2 separate regions of the Anas platyrhynchos genome follow, and region 2 is linked to region 1. The links are chromatin contacts, called in public Hi-C maps. All regions are on one chromosome and are shown on one strand. Each heading gives the region's core, a stretch centred on a gene start, on an enhancer-like site or on the middle of the called end of the contact. The rest is flanking DNA. Distances are from core to core; before and after follow the strand shown.

Region 1 (6,594 bases), core at 2,951-5,450:
GTGAAGAGGTAATAATGCTGAGATTTATCTTTAGCTGCTGCTGAGGCAGCCTCGTGTTCTGTCATTGGAAATTGATGCTTAAATTAAGGCTGTCAGTCTGCTTTTTATTTCTTTTTCATCCAGGTAGTGGTAGAATTATACAATATGAAGTAAAGTAATGCGTAAGTAATATACTGTGTGCTGCTGCACTTTTTCACTGATATATTCATCCCTGCTACCATTACAGCTTGTTCAGCTTGTGCAAGCTTTACTTATTGAACTGAATTATTACAGCTGTTTATTCTGAATTAAATGTATAGCAAGATGGTGTTCAGAAGTCATGTAGCTCCTTCCTTAAGGTGGAATAGATCTGGTCACAGTTAATGGGTCTCCTGATACTCAGATGTGTTGCCTGGGAAGTAAAACAAGCAGGGAGCATGCTGTCCCAGCCACCAGCTAACAATATGGGCAGGGACTCTTATTTATTTCTCTGTGCACTGAGGTTTCCTATCAATTAAACACTCTCCCTGCGGTGATGCAGGCACAGAAGGAGCTGAGGAACCAGGCTGTGGGGAAAATTGACTGGATATATCAAGGGGTTGATCTTGTACCTTGTCTGAATTGGGATCCTGTGCTTTCTAGCATGACCAAGGTGGTGTTTTTCTTTTTTTTTTCTTTGTCTTTTCCCAAAACTGAGCTTCAGCTGTTGTATTTTTCCCTACTTGGGCCAGCCTGCAACTGTGCTGTTCACGTGTGGGATTTAATTGGATTACAGCGCAGTAGCTGGTTGTTAGTTGAAACTGGACAGGAAGGAGAGCTGAGAGCCAGAATTTTGTTTATAGCCAAGTTGTAGGGCAGCCAGAGGTCTGGGGGATATGTCACAGGCTTTAACTTTTTTTGTTGTTTTTGCTTGACATATGCTGAGTTTCAGAGCTGAGGTTTTTGAGGTATGGAGCCAGGCAGCTCAGGAGAAGATGACATCTGGAAAGAAAATGATAAATTCAGGTGTTATCCTCATGAATCATATGTTTGTGTATGTAGGGAGGTAACAGGAGTGAAGATCGTGCATGTTATGTCACTCCTTCCCTTGTGTCAAAATGCAGATTTAATTTTGGGGATTTAAGGATTATTGCTACAGAATCTTCCTCTGTAATGCAAATAGCCTGGATTGTGTTAGGGAAAACAAAAACATGCCTTTGTGGGAGAACAAAAGGGATTAATTCCTTTTTTTTATGTTTTCCTGGGAGCAATGATCTGTAGACGAAATCCAATCTGAAGATAACGTTTCTTCAGCAAGCTCCAGTTGTCATCAAATTGCTGGGTAATGGTGCTTTAGTTAAAAGAACTGATAATCAGGGAGTTCATAAATCTGCAAAGCAGCATAAATTACAGGTTTAAAACAGTGTTGGACTGAAATGCGGTGGCCTTAGAGGCAGCACAGGAAACTGCCTGCCTAAAAGTAATAAACAATAAATGCGACCTAGACTCACGAAACGCAGCGTGGTTCTCTGAAGAACTACTCCTCTGCTTCAGATGGGCAAGTACAGCAGCATCCTCCAGTTTCCTGCACAGGGTAATGTAGCCAAAATCAAATTGCCCGTGAGTTTATCATGGGCAGAGGCTAATCCTCTAGCCCTTTTTTGACTGTGTGAGGGATGGGATCGGTGGCTGTTCCTACTGATCTTCAGGAAACACTCACATCTGCTTCTTTAGAAGGAAAAGGAGACTGCTGCTGGCCATAGGTCTGCATGTCAGAGATGTGAGGGGTACCAACTTCTGGCTCTGGACGGACAGCTTCAGTCTTACTCCAGAATTACTCCCTGAGTCTTGCACAAAAATCAGCCAGCCAGTTGAAGGGGTGTTGCTTCCTCTCCATCAGTGACACAGGATGTGGGTGCACACAGGTTCAGTTCTGTTCTTTGTTAGACTTGTAGCAGAGACTTGCACGTAGGATGGGCTGGAAGAAATACCTTGTGGGCTCACCTGCTTAAATATGCATCAGACTTGAGACAAACCCGTACTTTTCCCAGCTGAAATGAAAGCTACCAAACACCAGGCCTAAATACTTACTCTTTCTCTCCCAGGCTTCATTATCAGACGTTTCAAGAGAGGATAATTTATTTCACTGCTGAAGAGGGAGTCTGGCTTAGAAGATACTGAAAGCTCACTTCAAAACAGTCACAGGATTGACTATGAGCTTGGAAGCGAAAGAAAGTCTTATTTATAGCTGTACAAATAAATAAGTAACTTGTCTCACAGGCTTCTGGAGTAAAAAGTATTTTGTCTTTGAGCAGCATGACTTGCAGAGGATTGTTGGGCCTACTTAAAACCACAATCTTGTGATTGTCAGATCTTAATTGCAATCTAGGTAAAAGGTTTCCTCCTAGCTTATTTAAATGATAGATTTGATCTTGTTTGTTCTGCATTTTTGCTTTATTTTCTTAGAGAAGATGACAGTGGTTGGAAACCACTAAGATACGCTGATTTGTGTGCAAATGTAATTTTTTTTTCCTAATTCTTGAGCCTTTTCTATACCTGTAGTGACAGGTATAGGAATAACCATAGTGTGCATTTGTTTGTTTTCATATTGCTACAGTGCAAGACTTGTGTTAACAAAGTGACTGATACTTAATATTGTTTTTTTCTCAAGCTTCTTCATTCTGAAGAATTCAGATAAAAATGCAGGAAAAAAAAATGTATATTCTAATTAGATAAAAATTCCTGAACATGGTGGATGTTTTGCATTTAAAACTGACTCTCTGAGTAGAGGAACTATCCTATCTAGCTTATATTGCTGCCCCATGCCTATTCCTGTAACTATGAAACATCTCCCTTCTTAGATCTGCTGTTTGTTTCTCCTAAAATTTTGATGGGAAAGCATGAATACAGCCCTTGTGGCATGTGATTTTAACATCAAATTGAACTTAAAACTTCTTTTTTGAGATAAAGCTAACATTGCCTAAACCATTTATGTTTCTTAAATAATTTATATTCATCCAGACTTTAGGCTATTTCCTCCCAACCTGCTGATTATCTTTTTGGATGTCTTTATCCTCGAATCTACTCTGAAAGAGCCTCAGAGACTTTTTCCATACGGGCAGCCAAAAGAAAAAGCCTGTCATAGATTTGTTTTCAACTCTACTCTTACAGGGAATACATTTATTCAAGGAGACCATCTAAGTAGCACAAGACAGCTTTGCTTGTGCAGCAGAGAGCCAATACCAGGAAAAAGAGAAGCAGAGGAGCCCGGTGAGCCCTGCTGGCTGTGACAGGACTCTGGGTGCCCCTCTGGCAGGTAGCCCGATGGCCCTGTGCTCCTCTGTGTAGAGCCCCGGTGAAGTGACTGGCCTGTGGGTGGTGCTGGAACTGGTCAACCAGGCACGTCTGCATGGTGGTGTTAACTGTTCTCTGTTAAGCAGGGCTGGTGTCTTCAGCAGTGACCATTTGCAACTCATCCTGTATTTCTTACACAAAAGCTGAGAAGCATTTGTTAGCTTACTTCTGTTTTGTTTTTTTTTTCTTCTCTCTCCTTACAGTTGGTCCGTTAATCATCTCCTTCAGGGTGCTCCCTAGTGAAAGAAAGATCATCAAAAAAAATCCTTTCGTTCAGTCCGGAGGCCTCTACAGACCACCTCACTGCTTGGCCCGCTACAAATCAGCCATCCTCGTAGCATACAGCAACCAGGAGAAGTACCTTCACCATCTTCTTTACTATATCCATCCTTTCTTGCAGCGCCAGCAGCTCAGTTACAGAATCTACTTGATTCAGCAGGTAAGCCTAAATCAGATCCCCCCTGCTGGGGGGAGGCTGAGTTTCCAGGTCAGGTTCTGAGCAAGAAATGTGAATCCTGCAACATGGAAGCACCATTTTATGCCTGGGTCGAGCAGGTCAGTTATATGCCATCGTACCTCCATGGCTGCTGCTGATTGAAATACCTTACCACTTGTCAAGATCATTGTTCTGCTATTGATTTGTTGTGCTTTTTTTAGTTCCAGAGGGATAAAGCTGTCATTAAGTGGTAACTTGTATTTTCAGCAGTTCAAGAGTTGAATGTGGGCTGTCTGTCAGTGGCTTGTCAGCATAGCTACTGAGTAAAACTGTTGAGACTAAATGCTAAACTCAAATCAGGTATTTTTAGACTGCATTAAGTGAAAACATCTGGCTTGACCTTGCTGTGTGCCAGCCTATGCAGGGCAAACAGCCGCAACTTAGCTGATGGGGGACCGGTGTTGCAAAAGATCAGTGGAGAGACGGACAGTTCTGGGTACACTAATTGAAACTGATAGCTGAGTAGGGGAGAAAGGAAGCTTTTTGTTTGTGGCAGGGATCTGTTTTTCTTATTTCTAAACTTTAGGAAGTAGTAGTCAGGACAGAAGTGTTGATGTGCATGTGTAGACCTGAAGATTGACTTACCTGGTCTCTATGTCTGTCTTCCTCATATGCCAATGGTGTATGGCCCCTGATGCATCACAGTTCCTGAGAATATTTTGAAGAGAGGGAGTAAAACTTTCAGGGTTTAGGGATAAAATTTTCAGCCAGTGGTGAAGTACTCCAATGTCATTCAGTTGATAAGGCTTTTGTACTAACATCAGTTTGAATCAAACAATTCTCTTGTTTTGGTGAAGCAACTTAGGGTGTGGTGTGTTTTTTTCCAGGTGGGGAATGGTACATTTAACCGAGCAAAGTTACTTAATATTGGTGTCCGGGAGGCCCTGAAGGATGAAGATTGGGACTGCCTTCTTCTGCATGATGTGGATCTAGTACCTGAGAACGACTATAATCTCTACATCTGTGATGAATACTATCCCAAACACATGGCTAGTGCCATCGATAAGTTTCACTACAAGTAAGTGCTTCTGCTTTGGGATGTTTGCATCTTAATGGGTTCTCTTTCCTCGTAGATTGCATCTTTCTCTGTCCACATTCATGCTGCCTTTAAGATCTGTGGGGTTTCTTTTTTGTTTTTGCACTAGTGGCTTCCCCAGGAAGGGGTATGGCTGACCTAAGCCACGTAACGTGAATGGTTCTCTGCATGTATTTCCCCATTCCACTGTTAGCTTAGCTTGGCCAATAAAGGCAATCAGAAATCTGCCAGTTCTTCCCAGGATAAAAGCATGGGGTGGGAGGTACTGGAGTACATGGAAGATGCATGATGCAATGTAGGTATCTGGAACTAACTTGAGAAGTTAATTTTAAAACCAGCTTTACCTTGACCTACTCAGGGGGAGGGAGGGGCAGGAATTAAGCTGATTTTGCTGGTTCAAGTTTCAGTAAATAATGAGTGTGTCTTAATTTGGGGCTTAAAACTTTCCACAGGAGTACTGTTAAACCAGCTACTCTGCAGCCATCTGCTTCTACAAATATTCTGCAAGGGATGAGATTAATGTCTGTGACTTGCATTGTGTTGTTTGCTTGTTAAGGACTAGTTATTAGCCCTCAATATTGATCCTTTTGGTTTTTTTTCCCCTTCTCTTTTTAGTCTTCCATATAAGTCCTTCTTTGGGGGTGTATCTGCTTTGACTCCAGAGCACTACATGAAGATGAATGGGTTTCCAAACACATACTGGGGCAGTGGTGGTGAAAATGACGACATCGCTACAAGGTATTGATGCACAGGGCAGGCTAAAAACAGAGCCCAGGTGTTGAGTGAAACATCTAGCATTATTCTGAGGAAGAACTAAGATGTGGCTCCTTAACGTGCTTGCAGCATCATTGCAATCCAAATGCTATTGGCATTGGGTGTGATAGCTGTCAGAAAATGCTCAGTATCTGACTAATTATTGTGCAATGGGAAGACAAATTTCCTCAGACACTGGGGGTAAAACATCCTAGTGCCTTGACTTGCTCAGGATTGCTTCCAAGGGGTTGTAACTGCCTGTAGCTGACAAGTGATTTCATTGACACAAACAGCCCCAAGGAAGGGAATCTATGAGCCACCCTGATTTTTCTTTCTCTTTATTTATCATTTCCCAAACAGTTGCCAACCTAGGTTGCTCTAAATACTATCTAGTCACCAATACTTGGAATTAAGAAACACAAGGAAGTCTGATTTCTGTGCTGAGCGCTAGGGAAGTCTGCATACCACTGAGTCAGTGACAGGGAGCTCTGACAGGATTTTTTCTTGTAGGGTGGTTGCCATGGCAGCAGCATGCTATGCAAGTGAATACAATGAGTTTAGTTTCAAGTACTCTGCCTCATGCAAATGGCTTCAAGTACAAAATCATGGCTTGTATCTTCTTTATTAACCTCTGTAGTTGCACTGTGCATCTTTATTGTCTTGCACTGAGGCAAGCTTACAGGGTGGTTTATAAGGCCATTATTGTCAGTTTAGTTTTATGCTTTGTTGGTCTTGAAGACTGTAACAAAATTACAGTTTTGGCGGAGTTTTCTGGTTGAGAACTGTAGGAGGCTTTACAAAGCTTTTCTTCTGAGAATTGAAATCAGTTTGCTTAACACAAATCCTCATTTTCCTTTCAGGGCTAGCTAGTTGAAATGGTGGATGGTTGTTCAGAGATTCAGCACTTATTACAATAACAGGATGCCTAGAAAACATCTTTAAATTGACCATTACAATGCTGGGTCTGCTCAGCTGTTCTCAGTACAGCTTTGGCCTC
Region 2 (6,596 bases), core at 2,820-5,319, 160 kb before region 1:
GTTAATCCCTCATGACAGGAGGAGAGCAGAGGTAATAACCATCGCTGTTTCCCCATGCCCTCCACTGCCTGGGTAAATGCTCAGCCTGAAAGACCCAGCCAAGGCAGCCAGGCCCACCAGAAGAAGCTGAAGATGAGATTCAAGAGGAAGCCACGTCCCATTTATTTGGCCCATGATATCCCATCCCCAGAGGTGTTAAAGGCCAGGCAGGGTGGGGCTTTGGGCAACCTGATCTAGTAGGTGGCATCCCAGCCCATGGCAAGGGGGTGGAGCTAGGTAATCTTTAAGGCTCTTTCCAACCCAAATGATTGTATGATTTACTTGCCCTTTTACACCATCATAGGTGTTGGCTGGGGAATGCCACTCTTGCAGGGCTTGGCTTCCCTTCCACATCAGCAGAAACTCTAGCTTATGGGATGGACCCAGGGCAGGGTTTGACTTCAGGACTCTACCAGGCTCCTCTGTGCTTGTTTTATCTTCTAGTCTCTGTATACCAAAAAGCGACCTCCAGGTTGCTGAAAGACCTAGGTGGGATGAGCAGATCTAAGATGTAGATACTTTGGTCAGGGTTTTTCTCTGCAGAAATTAGCGTGAGATCTGTGATGAGGCTCTCCTACTAGTTTCTTTCATAGTCTGCAGAATAAAAGAGGCTTCCTTAGGGGACATTCAAAGCCCAAATCTATCTCAAGGTACTCAGGAAAGCACCCTGAGGATCTTCTTTGCCAACAGTAATAGCAACTAACAGAGATTACCTTTTATAAACATTCCCTGTTTGTCTAAGCTTTTGGGCCAAGACCACTGAGGAATGGAGCCACAGCAGCTGACTAGGTTGTTAGCAGTAGAATACTGGAATTTAATTAGTTATCACCTATATCCAGATGAGCAAATTTCAATATAAGCTCTAGTCCAAAACTCCCTGGGGAAGCAGTTCCCAGCCTGAACCTAGTTCTTTACCAGACAGAGCAGCTTCCTCCAACTTGTTTGCCCTTTCTGATTGCTCACTTATGAGAAGGACAAGAAATGATCTGTTTTGAAAGGCTGAAAGTACGGATTTTCATGCAATCACATGATTTTAATAGCTTAGATTCCATGCAAACACTGAAAATCGCAAGTCTTAAAACCAAAATACAGCCATGTATCATAAATAAAAAATAATAATAATAAAGAGCTCATGAATAAAACTCTATCACACAAAATTAGAAGAATAAGGTGTAACCCCCTCTTTCCATGCAATATTAAGAAACCACAGTTGTTGAGAGTGTGCTTTATACATCTCTTCTTAGGAATGAGGAGTGCAGTGCCATATTCTTGGGTGGGTTATGCACTGCCAAATACCAGAACTACCAGCATCACAAAGATGCCTGTATCTGGCTTTTCTGTAGCAGTCTCCACCGAGGTATCTGAGGCTTTAGAAAGAAGTTATTTTCCACATTCCGCATCACACTAAATATATACATACAGTTCTGCTTTCCACTCTCTATATTTCCAGGCCTAGATGGAGGGGCTAGCCCATCAACCCAGTGGTTTATCCAAGCCCACTATAATTAGCCCACGGTTGTTGCTAATGGTATGCCATTTGTCTCCCCGCACTCAACACTGTTTGGTAAACATTTTCTGGGACAGAGCTGCTCTCCCCTGATCTCCCTAGGTGGTGTGCACTTATTTATTCCCCTCACCCTCTCTCGAGATGTATCAGAAGTGTCAGAAGAAGGGCAAAACCTTGCGAAAGGTGAAAGCAGCTGCAGCACAAGCCACAGCCCAGCTGGCAGGGGAGCGGAGGCAGGAGGCCAGCCACAGACCCCAGGGGCAGGGTGGACATCTGCCCCTCGCCCCCCATGTGGAGGCAGCAGGAGGCAGCCAGCAGGAATTCCCTGCTCCTCCAGGGAGGGCCTGGCACTCGGCCACGGCACGTGGAGGGCTTGGGCGGCCAGAGCCAGCCTCAGCCCCCCGCCTGGCAGGGGAAGGAAGGTTGAACTGTGGATGGGGAAGCAGCTGTTCACAGCCCTCCCGGGAATGCAGGAGCAAAGCCAGGTGGCTGGGGCTGGGGACGGGGCTGCTGGAGTGGCACCCTCAGCAGGAGGTCACCAAGGTGGTGGCTCAGCTCACGGGCAGCACCTTCTGCAGTGTGTTGTGGCAGGGATGCTCAGCCTTGCTCTGAGGATGTCATGCACAGTGGAGGGACATTCATCAGGAAGGACCCCCTCCCTAGGAAAAAAAGAGGGTGCCTGTTAGATTGAACCTGTGCATGGGTATTGCTGACAGTGCAGCCACACCGTGAGGGATATAAGGTGTCCTGAGCCCTCTTTGTGTTTTCACTTAAATGTGAGACCTGATCTTTGCATGCAACATTGAAAATGCAGCAAGGAGCTTCCTCACCTGTGGATAGGAGTGGTTTCTTCATGATGCTGGCATGAGGCAGGCACAGAAATGTCTCCTGCCAGTTTGGCTGCAATCTCCTTTTCCTTTCTGTGTGCTCTCTTCCTTCCCAGCTACCCCCCTCTCACACTCTTTCAGTCTTAAATCATTATTTCCATGCTATAAAGAAAAGACATTCAAAGAGTGCAGGAAGGTGAAAGGGTGTTCTTAGGGGTTGGGAGCAAGGTCAGTCCATTAGAATTGCCTACAGCATCTATTCAGCATTTATCAGCAGCTTTGTTCTTTCTTTGGGCATTTTCCATCTCCCTCCCATGCCCTGTTTTGAAAAACTAAGGCACATTTAGTGACAGGCACATTCTCACGTTGCCTCGTCTCCCATAGAGCTTATGGTCATAGTGATAATTCTCCCAAGGAATTTCATTTTCTACCTCTGTCTCATCAAGCAAAACCCCCAACTGCAGTGTCTTCACACCCAATCCAGCACTCTGCTTTTAATCTACAGGCAGCAAAGGTGTGCACAAATGTGGGTCTATGTGTGCGTATGTGTGTGTAGAAACTACATGCATTTGTATTTTTTCTACACATCCATATACACTTGTGTACATGACTTTTTGGGAGGGGTGCATGCATTTGTGAGCCTGTAGCATTTGCAAATGCAACAATTTTAAAAAATGTATGTATCTGTCTATACGGAGCTGTTGGCATGTTCTTATCTGGACTATGCAAACACAGATGCAGATCTACAGGGAAGGCTGAGGCAGCTGTGGACAGCTCACTGGGGGTGCCCATGGTGGCACCTGGGCTCACATGGAGTGGTTTGTCAGCCACACCACCCTTTCTTGCTCAGGCCAGGTCTCACATATTCTTTTGATGTTTGTTTTTGACTTGTGAAGAACTCTTGAAATATGAAGCTCCCATCACCCATCCCATCACTGTTCAGTAGGTTGGGGTTTGCACACAGAAATGAACACCAAGCACAAGCAGCTGTGCCTTCGCCAAAGATTAGATCAAGGCTCCGGTAATAAGAATGATGATTTTTGGCAGATTTGGGCTGGAACATGTAAGGAAGGTGAGAGAAGTGTCTTTCCTGATGTGTTCCTCAGCCTCAGCCCCTCCTAGTTCATCACAGGCCAATCACTACATATGCATGTCCTCAATTTTACTCTTCATAAAACCAAATGAGTTAAAAATCCATGTGGCCCAAGGCAATGCGATGTTCTCCCCACTTTTCTCACCATCCGTAGTGTCTTGCACAGTAGCCAACACCTACATTTTTGTTTCTAAAAACACCCTGGGTTAAAGAAAATCAAAATGGCTCCAACCCAAACTACTGTATTTTTCAAGTCTTCTCCATGCAACACAATTCAATGAAAACACTGATGCTCGTTTACTCTCTTTTCTAGTCAGTGCATTCTTCTTATACCACGTTCAAACAATGGTCCGGCAATCCTAATATTTATATTTACTCCCTTCAAATTTACCTATACTCTTTAAAGTTCAAGTATCTCACATGAGTGAGTCACTCATCCACCCTTTAGAGAGTACAATGCTAGAAATTCTTCAAGCTTTCTGTTTTCGGCACAACGACATTCCGATACAATCTGAGAATCACAGAGACACCCTCTGGTCCCACAGGAGCCAGGGAACAGGTTTGGCTAGAAAAAAAAGTTTTCCTCATGTGATGGGCACCCTACCAATCACACACGGCTCTTCTCAAGCAACCTGGGCTCTTTAAAGACCAGGCGAGACGGGAGAAAAGGGGCTTTTTTTCAGCTGGACAGGTGTGTGTGGTTTTCTGCTGGGAAGCATCACCAGGAGAGAGGGGTGAGTACCTGGCTTTGGTCACCATCTTTATCTTCATGAGGCAAATCAATGAGAAGCATCTGGTACAAGAACACAGACTTTTATGTTAAATGATTTTCATTTCAGACCCTGGGCTGTGTTTAGTATGTGGGAGGCTGGTACCTGGGTGAGGTTAACTGCAGATGATTATTAAGCATTTCTTTTTTTTTTCTTCTACCGCAGGCTGTGTCTTCTATATGGCTGTTTTAATTTGTTTCATATTTTTTTCTCCTAAAGACTAGGGAGGAGGAAATGGGAAAATTAGATCTGTTGCCAACATGTTTGAGTGTCAAAAAAAAAAAAAAATCATCACAGAGAAAGACAAATCCTGTAATTCCCCCTCACTTGTGAAAATATGAAGTATATATTTAAAAAAAAAAAAAAAAAAAAAAAAAAAAAAAACACTCTTGTTTTGGCTTTGCTGAACTAATGAGGGAGAGAGGAAAAAACTACCTCCCAGCTCTATTTCCGAGGTAATTATGCCTGATGATGATTTAGCAGCCGCTTCACTGTTCACATAGGCTTCATTTCATAGCGATCTCTCTTGAAAGGAAACTTAATTAGTCTATGACCCCTGCTTGATGCTGAGCTTTGTTTTTGCTTTATATTTCTCCCCTGGTAGCATAAAATAACTGGCTGGCTTTTCATTTTCTCGGAGTGGCTGGAGGCTGGAGAACAAGCTGCTCTCTGCCAGGGGTGGCTGCCTTTCACTGGCAGGTGGAGTGACGGGAGAGGTTCGGTGGGGCAGGAGGATCATGTGCGTGTGTGCTGGAAATCTTTGCCTCAAAATAAATAAATGACGAACCGCCACTTGTAAAACATCCGCCTTTGCAGCAGCAGGGTCCAAAAGATTCATCAATAAAATATTTAATTGCCTCCTCTTAAAGGCAGTGTAACACTGCATATTTCCCAAACACTTTGAAACTGCCTTTGTTTTTTAAGTCCCTTGGGGGCTTATAAAAAGAAAAATTTCAGAAAATAATAATAACGACAGCAATAATGATAATTAATAATTATGAAGTTGGTTTACCCAAGCCTTGCTGTGCAGGACACCCTAGTGGGTTGGGCAGGTCTGTGCCTTGCCTGGGGCGTCCTACAGCACCTGCACTGCTCCTCTGATGGCTCCTCCTTGCCAACTTCCCTCTCTTGGCACCCCACCACGGGTGTTCTGCTCAAGCTTGTAGAGACAGGCCTGGGAAAGCCAGAGGGCTAGGAGGAGGTGGCTGGATGGGGTGAAGGGCAGGGCAGGGCCCCCAGGCAAGGATGAGGTTTCAGCGTCTGAAAGGCTGGGTTTGTTTAGTTGTGCTCAAGTGGTTCCAAGCCTTTCGGCTGAGGCATCTGGAGGCTGCAGAATGCATGGGAAACAGTACGAATGCACCTCTCGTCTCTGCCTCCTTGCACAAGAGGAGAAGAATGCCACGTAGAGCTACCCAGGGAGGTAGCAGGGGGTGAGGTGAAGTCCTACAGGGCCCAACCATCATGTTCATGTACTGTCCCCACTCCTCTTCCCACCCTCCAAGGGTGCTGCTTTGTGCCAGCCCCTGCACTCCAGGCCAGGAGGGACGTGGGGGTGTCATGTCCATGATGGTGGGCAGTGGCTTGAGCATTCCCAGCTGCTGCCCGTGGTGTGAGGGGCTGGAGGTCTTCTTGGCCAAGCTCTCTACAGGCTGCCTAGGACCATGTCCAGATGTTTTTTAAATATCTTCAAGGAAGGAGACTCCGTAACTCTGATTACATGGAGGACCTAGGGCTTCACAAGGGCTGGGGTGAGTGTTGGCTCTTCGTAGAAGCAAATTGTGCTCACAGGAGGGGTTTTGGACATCCTTTTGGCCATGGTGCTGTGACTCCACCATGAGAACTGGCACAGAACATGTGGCAATCAGAACAGGACCCCCTTCTACATGAGGCAATGCCAAAATGATTCTTATCCATGGGCTTTTTTGGCTATAGATGGAGAATAAATACACTAAAGCAGGGGACATTCATCTGTAAGGCTACTGAAATCCTGTCTCAGTCTGTAAAAATAGGGTGTAGAGGTTTCAAAAATTCAGTCAGAGCAATGTGTGTTAATTGATGCATAAGAGGCTGAGTCCTCCCTGTATCGAGGCACTGCTGCCAGAAGGACTTTGTTTGAAAGTCTGCATGGTATTAGTCACCTAAAACACAAGGGCAGAAGCCTGACTTTTCAGACAGGAGCTTGGAGAGGATAAGGGAGAAGCTGTAGGCTGGGTCCTGGCCAGGTGTAGGGAGGGAAAGAAGGAGATGCTTCAGGAAGGATATAGGTTTTTGTGGGTTTTGTAGTGCAATGGGAGCAACAGAAGCCTTTCCAGAGCTCCTTGGGGCATGGAGCAAAGCCTATGGTAGTGATAATTGAAAAT

Evidence for each region. A called contact is a pair of places that touch in the nucleus more often than the background predicts.
Region 2: a Hi-C map of skeletal muscle shows a contact between it and region 1, with 2.1 times the contacts expected there. The contact joins the promoter of UPK1B here to the enhancer-like site in region 1. A contact is called at or near these places in 5 of 8 Hi-C or Micro-C datasets (F1 follicle, liver, skeletal muscle and 1 more).

Annotation. Positions count from the first base shown.
Region 1 is chr1:85,329,062-85,335,655 of IASCAAS_PekinDuck_T2T, reverse strand. It overlaps LOC101792630 (beta-1,4-galactosyltransferase 3), which reads left to right. Exons shown (of 6, transcript XM_038181436.2): 2 at 3,516-3,751; 3 at 4,636-4,826; 4 at 5,460-5,582. Among named protein-coding and RNA genes, the nearest start is that of B4GALT4, 34 kb to the right of the region's middle. Within about 2 kb of position 4,200, at least 1 of the 8 cell types and tissues checked has an H3K27ac peak or open chromatin away from gene starts, as enhancers often do.
Region 2 is chr1:85,492,234-85,498,829 of IASCAAS_PekinDuck_T2T, reverse strand. UPK1B (uroplakin 1B) reads left to right here and starts at 4,069. Exons shown (of 8, transcript XM_027449623.3): 1 at 4,069-4,200.